2 separate regions of the Mus musculus genome follow, and region 2 is linked to region 1. The links are chromatin contacts, called in public promoter capture Hi-C maps. All regions are on one chromosome and are shown on one strand. Each heading gives the region's core, a stretch centred on a gene start, on an enhancer-like site or on the middle of the called end of the contact. The rest is flanking DNA. Distances are from core to core; before and after follow the strand shown.

What was found. Promoter capture Hi-C pulls out the DNA fragments that hold promoters and counts their contacts.
Region 2: a promoter capture Hi-C map of pre-B cells shows a contact between it and region 1. The contact joins the promoter of Rdh14 here to the promoter of Gdf7 in region 1. A contact is called at or near these places in 1 of 39 promoter capture datasets (pre-B cells), 2 of 484 Hi-C or Micro-C datasets (CD8 T cells and the G1E-ER4 cell line), 1 of 115 datasets of contacts at active chromatin or transcription factors (large pre-B cells) and 1 of 9 other capture datasets (liver).

The regions. Positions count from the first base shown.
Region 1 is chr12:8,300,052-8,304,247 of GRCm38.p6, forward strand. It overlaps Gdf7 (growth differentiation factor 7), which reads right to left and starts at 1,903. Exons shown (of 2, transcript NM_001312876.1): 1 at 1,516-1,903. The coding sequence starts at 1,882. It also overlaps a transcript of Ldah not described here.
Region 2 is chr12:10,389,076-10,393,271 of GRCm38.p6, forward strand. It overlaps Rdh14 (retinol dehydrogenase 14 (all-trans and 9-cis)), which reads left to right and starts at 1,705. Exons shown (of 2, transcript NM_023697.2): 1 at 1,705-2,151. The coding sequence starts at 1,765. It overlaps Nt5c1b (5'-nucleotidase, cytosolic IB), which reads left to right. Exons shown (of 9, transcript NM_027588.3): 9 at 729-1,099. The coding sequence ends at 1,058.

The DNA.
Region 1 (4,196 bases), core at 653-3,152:
TACTGTTCTGCCTCCACAGCTCTGTTCTAAACTGAAGCTGGTGGGAGCAAGCTAGACAGAGGCCCTGGGCCATATTCCCCGTCCCTGCTTTTCCTCTCAAAGACCCTTCTCTGCAGCCTCCGCCTCACCCCGCTTCCTCGGCCTTGCTACCTCCCCAGGGAGGGAGGGAGAAAAGGTGGCCCGCCTCTGGGTCTTGCTGGTGGAGCAGAGCTACGCCGGAAGGAATTAGCTGGTTTTATAACCTTGTACACTTAGCCAGCCCTAACAAAGTCGGATGCTTCTGTTACTTTAGGCCCCTCTCACTGTTGGCAGCTTGAGAGCGTCCTATGCAGGGACAGGTTAGGAGTTTTTCCTGATTCTGCTGCACACTGGGATTGGAGTTTCCTGTAAGGATCCCACCAGTCAGTGTGGCGTGCCATGACAGACCCTTGGAAAATAGATGCTGGTCCTAAGTGCCCCCATAGGACCGTCAGGGCCAGAGAGTTCTATGTATGGAAACAAAGCTGTCTGTGCGTACATGCTGCGCACTGAGTGTGTTTCTGAGATGGCTGATGCGTGGTAGCCACAGCCTGTTTTCCCACGCTGGTATCAAAGGCCTGCAGACTGCCAAAGGCTGCCTAGCCTCACTTTTCAGCCCTACTTGCCTTCCTTTCCCTCCTGATTTCCAAGCTAGATCTTTGGCTGGGCAGAATTGAAGCCAAAATTACTTGCATTTCCGCCTGAAATTAGTTAAATTTTCCCTATCTGTCTGCTTTAATGACTTCAATGGAGATTAATAAAAGCCAGATGACACACACATACTACAACCACCCCACAACCCCACCCACATCCTACCTTTGGAGGGCCCTACACAGGGTAAAATGTGATGTTTGAGCTCCAACCATCCCTTTTCTCCCCACACAAGCCGAGGCCCTGGACTCTGGCTGCTGGGGCCTACTGTCACAGAAGGAAGGCAGGCACCCAAACTCTCTTCCCATACACAAGCCACCATCCACCCGAAACGGCCTGCCTGAGAGGGGTCCTTCTGATACCGAGAGGCCATGACTTTAATTGGATACCAGCTGCTCTACCCTGAATTCCCCTGAGCTTCAATTTGTGTATAGTCCCCAGTCCCCCGCTGAACACAAGGCACTACCATCACTGCTCTCGTCCCTCTTGGCGGGAACTCAAAGGCCACAACTCCTGCCCTTCTTTCTTCTCCCAGGGCTCCAGGCCCAAGGCTACACTAGACCCTTCCCCCAAAGAAGCGGATCTTGAGCTCCGCTTGGCTTGAGGGGAACCTGCCAGCCTGTTCTGAAGAGCGGCTCCCACTCCCTTAGCCCTCGGAGACCAAGCCTTGACTGGCTTAGGGGTTCGTGAACAATGACTTCGAAGACAACTTTTTCTCTCCAGCACCTGAGGATAACTATAGGGATCATAGTTCAGGATCGAATCGGGCAGAGGCTTGCCTCCCCCGGCTCGTCTCCAGTCAAGAGTAGACGGGATGGGCTGGTGCGCAGAAGACGCGTAAAGTACCTTGAGTTGCTTGGTCTGTGAAGCCGGTGATTGTGTCCACACGCCCGTGCCCTGAAGCTGCCGCGACCGGAGCCCTCCCCGCCAGGCTCCTGTAAAGCGACATCATGAAGTGGTGTGGCACCACCGAGCCGTTCCTGAAGCCAGAACCCGCAGCGCGGCGCACAGCTCGGGGACCCGGAACCGCAGCGGCCTGGAGAGCTGAAGGGCCTGGAGCCCGGGCGAGGGTCCGCCCGCCGCCGCCGCCCCCGGGGCTCCAGGCTGGTCCAGCCCCCGCCGCTCGGAGCACCGCGGCAGCTTCTAGCCCGTCGCGGGGACGGCAAGCGCTCAGCAGCCAGAGACACAGCGCGGCGGCAGCGCTCAGGTCCATGGGCTCCTTGGGCCGGCCGGCCGCGCGACACGGGCTCCGTGGCTCCGGGAAGTCCCCCGACGCCTTTTGAACATAGTGTTTAATAATGGGGGAAGTGTGCGCAGCAAGCCGCTGCCCCCCTCCTCTCCCACCCCACCCCCGCCCAGCGCTCGGAGCAGCGCCCCCTGCTGAACGTTCAACCCGCAGCGCTGAGCCCCCCAACTCAGGCCTATCGCGCAGTGCAGGGTAGAAGTCGCCTCCCCTTGCTGTAGTGCCTGGTCCTTGTCCTTGCCAAGAGAAGGCCATCCGCCCGAGGCTCCTGCCACAACGCGGTGCCCCGCCTCCCCTCCCGAAGGTACTACGAGCCCCCACCCCCCTCCGCCCCAAGACCTCAGCGCACTCCTTGGCTGGAAGATGGGGCGTCTCGCGTACCCGCCCAGCTTCCTCCCGACTCCTCCATGGAGAAACACCGCCCTCCGCGTGATCTTGTGAGTGCTAGGGATGCCAGACCCGGGCCAAGTCAAGACTGGGCCCCTCCCATCCAGCTTTCTCGCCGTACGCCCCCTTGATGGATGCTCATTAGGGAGTTCCTAGGGATGCTTACGATACACATTTGGATGCCACCCTCTCCCGTCCACAGCCCTCTGAAGATAACAGTGGGAGGCCAGAGAAAGGGAGAGGATCTGTGATGAAGGATGAGTGGCTGGAGGGTACAGATGGGCACGGACCGGAAAAGCTTTGGGTGGGCATCTTGAGCCAAAGCAGGAGCTGAAATCTTAAAGGGTTTAATGAATTAGGAAGGCGGGGACCAGCGGAATCCTACTCAAATTAGGTCTCAGGGTTTGAATGTGCAAAGTAATTTGCCCGGGGAAAGGGGAGAGTGGGGCAGGTGACCACATTTCTTCAAGGTCTTCAGAGCAAAAGGCAAGAGTGCAACCACAAGCCCAGAGGCTGCGTTGCAAAGCCATGGAATAGCGCTCGGATGCCAGCATGGTTATAGCACTCTATGAGCATGGGTGGAAAGGGCCACCTCTGGTCTATGCCTGGGCGACTCTTGAGCATACAGACGCTGGGACTTTTGTTTGGCTAACTTCCTCCCCACTCCTGCTCTGAGGGGGGAAGGCGCCAGCATGTGTGTCGATTTAGTTCAGACAAACCCCAGAGCAAGAATGTCCAGAAAATAGACCAACTGTCCAAGGGATTTAAAAGCCTGGACCCCAAATCCATTACTTTAGCATTGTTCTGGATACCAAACTCAGAATCCACGCCCGGTCCGTGAGTCAGGTCAAGGTGCTATCTAAAAGCCTCTTCCTAATAAACTACATAGCCCAGGCTCCCGCGTTGGAGTCTTATACTCCCACCTCGCCCTCTGGATAGCAGGCACGCGTGCACCTGGACCACGGTCTGTGCTGCTGGCCTCCCTACTCAGGGCCTTCCTGCTGTTGCCAGATGGTGGGCATCTGGGATGACAACCTACCTTTGGTGGCCAGGTTGGGGAGCGGATGCAAAAGCCATAATTATGGGTTTCTTTCTTTCTTTGGGTGCCTGGAGGAAGTGGCTCTAGTAGGGTGGAGACTTCCTGGCGTAACTCCCTGCCCACCCATCCACCCCTGCCTACAGTGGCCAGCCAGGGGTCTCTTTGCTCAGAGGGACACTGGGTTCTGGTGGCCTTCTTTCCACAGACGCCACTCATGTCCAGACTTTGAGTTTTTCACAAATCAATTCTTTGTTTAGAAAACAGAGAGCCCTGGCCTGTCACCACCCTGGTTCCAGCCCTGGCTTTGGCCACTAACAGTCCTGGCCCTTCCGAGTCCCCTCCACTTGTCTTGGTTTCCGTTTCTCCGACTGTATAAAGGGAAGAGCAGAAGGGATCTGGCACTATGTTGGCCCAGTGGATGATAATGTTTCTTGATTACATGACACCCCTTCCCTTAGGCCACCTTGGAGCTGGACATTAGGACAGGTTAGTGATCCTTCCTGAAGTGGAGTCAAGGAAGCCACATAGCTTCTGTTTGAGACTAAACTTCCTGGTCCATGATGTGTGGCTTAGATGCAGCTTGGAGCAGAGGTGGTTCAGTCACTTGTTCCCATCCCACAAGATGTTCTGAGCATTAACAGAGTTCAGAAGAGAAGTAGGTTTTATGAGCTCACTGGAAGCTGCTGTTAGAGGAAAATAGAAGGGGGAGGGGGGCTCAGCCCAACCTGCCGGCTGTGGCTGCGTGTAAGACATGCTGTACTCTCGTCATTTGTACTTCTCGGTCCAGACCCATCCATCCACCCATCCATCTCCACTCATCTCTTCTTGTAGCAACTTCTTATTGCTAGGCACTCTTCC
Region 2 (4,196 bases), core at 455-2,954, 2.1 Mb after region 1:
ACAGGATTTCCACAAGCATTTCCTTGAGAAGACAGTACTATGCAACAAATGTTGGCCAGCATGCAAATGGCGGCATGCGCATAAAAGACATAAATGAGTATAAAATAGTTAAGCATGGATGTAAACATAAAACAATGGAAAAGACTAAAATAACATAAAAAGAAACAAATATTATGTCTTAATGTAGAAACTATAAAGCTACATAGCGTTAAGACAAGACAGGGTTGGACTCAGGCCAAACAAACAACTAGTTAAACAAAGTGACAGTAATTTCAAAGGTAAAACGTTCCGCTGACAAACAATGTGGTACAATGGTGGTTTTGGTGGTCAACTGAAACACATCTCCCAGTTACCGGGGATAATTTATGCCTATTGCCCTGGAGTACTACTTATAGAACGTTCTTTCACACTTAAAATATGTTTGTCTGGATGAAAAATGATGTGGTTATCCTAGATTTATTCCAGGCATGCAAGGGATGGTTGTGTATCAGGAAATATCTTCACATAAATGTAGAGAGTTTGGCATCGTACTGTCAGCCCAGAATCACTGCATGCCAGTCAGCAACCTGTGGATTTTAAAGTCTTATAAGACCCTGGTTGGTTGGTTGGTTGGTTGGTTGGTTGGTTGGTTGGTTGGTTGGCTGGTTGGTTTGGTTTGGTTTGGTTTTCAGTAATCACTTCTCTTTTGCTCACCCTTGCACAGCTGAGACTTACGTTCTCTTTTCCAGGGTCCTCTTAAAAGCTTTCTGGAAGATTTAGGGAAACTGCAGAAAAAATTCTATGCCAAAGACGAACGATTGCTTTGCCCCATCAGGACCTACCTGGTTACAGCTCGTAGTGCAGCGAGTTCAGGTGCCCGTGTGCTGAAGACCCTTCGCCGATGGGGTCTAGAGATAGATGAAGCTCTTTTCCTGGCTGGAGCCCCTAAAGGTCCCATCTTAGTGAAGATTCGGCCCCACATCTTCTTCGACGACCAAATGTTCCACATTGAATCAGCACAGAAATTTGGTACCATCACGGCCCATGTGCCTTATGGCATTGCTCAAAAACGCAACTAGGGATGGGGAGGAAAAATAAACAGTCTGGTATTACAAACGGCATGTGTTTTGCATGGCTAGAGTGACTAGTTATTTCTGAGAATTTGACCACAAAACTTAGCTCCTTTGGTGTTTTTCTTTGCTTTTTGGAAAAAATTTTGAACTTTCAAGCTACAGTCAAGCATTCTACTTTTTTAAAGCTAAGGATGTTGGATATCATTGCATCTATCTATAAGTTGTAATGGGTGGCTCTTTAGACAAGTTTAGAACTTTGACACTTAAGTTGTTTCACAAGAAGCTTAATTAATTTTCAAAAAGCATTGCTCACTTTTAGTGTTAGTCAAATGAATGAATCTCTATATGCAGCATCACCTAGAAAAGGTATATTCAGGGTGGAATGAGTCTGATCAATAATACTGCTGATAACTGGGGCTGTGTCTTTTGTTATCCTTGTGTGGCAAGAATTTTACCAAGAAATGTCATTTTGTCTATAGGCATATAACCAATTCTAACACTGTCCACTTCTAAATAAATCCGCTGGGGCTTTCATGTGTACTTCCTGAACGCTAAGTCAAGTCAGCCTTAGGAGCAAAACTACAAGTCCCAGAAAGCCCCGCGCGCAGTAGCCCAGGACAGCAGGCGGCGCCCCAGAGTCCTTCGCGTGTAGGTGGCCCCATAGCACTCCGGAACCTGTGCGCTAGGCCCAGTGCACCGGGCCCGGAAGGTTATGGCAGTGGCTAGTGTGGCCGCAGCGCTCCTGGCCGCACTGGGCGGGGCGCTGTGGCTGGCGGCCCGGCGGTTCTCTGGGCCAAGAAACCAGCGGCAGCAGGGAGGCGGGGACCCGGGCCTCATGCACGGGAAGACAGTGCTGATCACCGGAGCAAACAGCGGCCTGGGCCGTGCCACCGCGGCGGAGCTGCTCCGCCTGGGGGCGCGGGTCATCATGGGATGTCGGGACCGCGCTCGAGCAGAGGAGGCGGCCGGTCAGCTCAGGCAGGAGCTCTGTCAGGCTGGGGGCGCCGGGCCCGACGGCACCGATGGCCAGCTGGTCGTTAAGGAGCTGGACCTTGCCTCGCTGCGCTCAGTGCGAGCTTTCTGCCAAGAACTGCTACAGGTGTGGGTCGAATGGAGCTCGCCACCCTCGGGGAGGGCCCTCTGAAACCTGGTGTGACCTTGAGGGTGGCCATGACCAAACCGGAAAGGCTCCTGCCTGCCTTGGACCCGGCTAGGAGGAGGGGCAGGTCTGAGAAGGAATTCCTGGGAGGTCCTAAGGAGAAGTGCATAAATAAGCCAGTGTCTGGACATTTGGTTTTGTTAGGCTAGGACAGTCACCAGCTGATCTTTGAGTTGTTTTCCCCCTGTCAGAAGTGAAATGTGTGCCAAATCTTACAGTGTCACAAGGCCTGTGAGCACCACAGGAGAAAAGCTAGCCAAAAACTTTCATTAGACCCTTCTTAAAACTTTTCTTTCTGTTTTTTTCCCCTCGTTACCTGGTTTTGTTTGTTTGTTTGTTTTTTCTTTTTTTGTTTTGTTTTGTCCTGCTGAAGTAGGAGGGGGTGTCACTTGCTGACACCCTGCATCATCCCTAAACTTGGAATCCCATTAAGTGTCTGAAAAGGGACAGGAATAAAAATAATTTAATGCTTAGCTTTATGGAAGGTTTTATACATGCCAGGGGATGTGCTAAGGACATTTTTAATATCTTTGGCTATTATCAGATCTTGTAAAGCAAGCAATAATATCTCTACTTCATGATAGGGAACTGAGGCATAGGAAGGCTAAGTGACGTGTCTGTCTTCAGAGTCCTTGCTTTAATCTCCTGTTGTGCATTCCTAGTACTTGAAGGCTGAGGTGTGTGATTTCCTTGGGTGTACAGTAAATATTCTACCGAAGTAGAAAGGCTGTGGCCAAAGTGACTTGCCACAGGTAGATCTAAAGGCAGACACAGGAGGGTGCTTGTCTCTTCTGAAATCTCTTGAATCTAAGGCAGACATTCTAAATGGCCTGTTTTTCTTTTCCGTGATGTACTTAGACCAAAAGAAATATCTGTAAGTTCATTTGTTAACATTTAGATATTTAACTCTGACAATTCTTATTAGTGGGACTGTGGCATGTTGGACACTATACTAACTTTTCCAACCTCCAAGTTAGATGGACACAGCCACCTTCATTCTTGTTCAACATAGACTTCTTTTTTTTTTTTAACTTTTCACTTGCACTGAAAACAGTAGCTAATAACTACTAATAACTGCTAAAAGCACAACTGTACAAAGAAACCATCTCATCAGAAGAGAGACCATATTGAACCACTTGGAGTAGTAGTTATTGAGATAATGAGTAGAGTGTCACTCTTTTGCTCAAACTTTAAGCCATTGTACAAGATACTCCTGTTGTGTTCTGGGACATCATGTTGCTTATTAAGAGCCAGGTAGATAGAGAAGTTGGTATTTTGTTTTGTTGTTAGCATTCCATTTGCATGTAGTAGATCAAGTAATAGTGCTTGTCTCTGGGAGATTTTTGAAAGCATAGGAAGCAAGTTTTCCTGTCTCACTAATGTGTAAATAGAATTGACCATGCTCATTTTTGATACCATTGTTGCTTTGGTGTCTTGAGGTAAAACCAATTAAAAAAAAAAAAGTATGAATACAAAGAGGTACCTAAGTAGTACTGTCCTTTTGTTGCTTGGCTCTGAGGTTCAGTGTTTATAATTAGAAGAAAAGAGAAATAGAAGTTTTAACATTCTACTGTTTGGTATTCTTGGAATTTATGGTATTTATCTCCTAGAATTTAAAAAATAGAAAATGATAAAGTCTTAAACCCAGCAAAGAATGATAGCTCAGAAATGATTAATTCTGGAACCCTTCCCAGAGGATTAGTGAAGATGAACACTCCTTTCTCGCCATATCTATGAACTCGTGCCTTCTTTTTGAAGTTGACTGTTGGAAAACATGAAGTGTTTTTCGACAGGCGAGAATGAGAAACAGTTAACCTGACAGGTAGCCTCTGGTAACAGTTGTAAAATTTAACACATTTTTCTTTCACTTACACTTGGCAAAAAAAAAAAAAAAAAAAAAAAAAAAAAAAAAAAAAGCCATTAAGAGTTGAAATTTGACCTGAAATTAATTTGATGATAGGTCATCACCACAGGTTTACACCTGG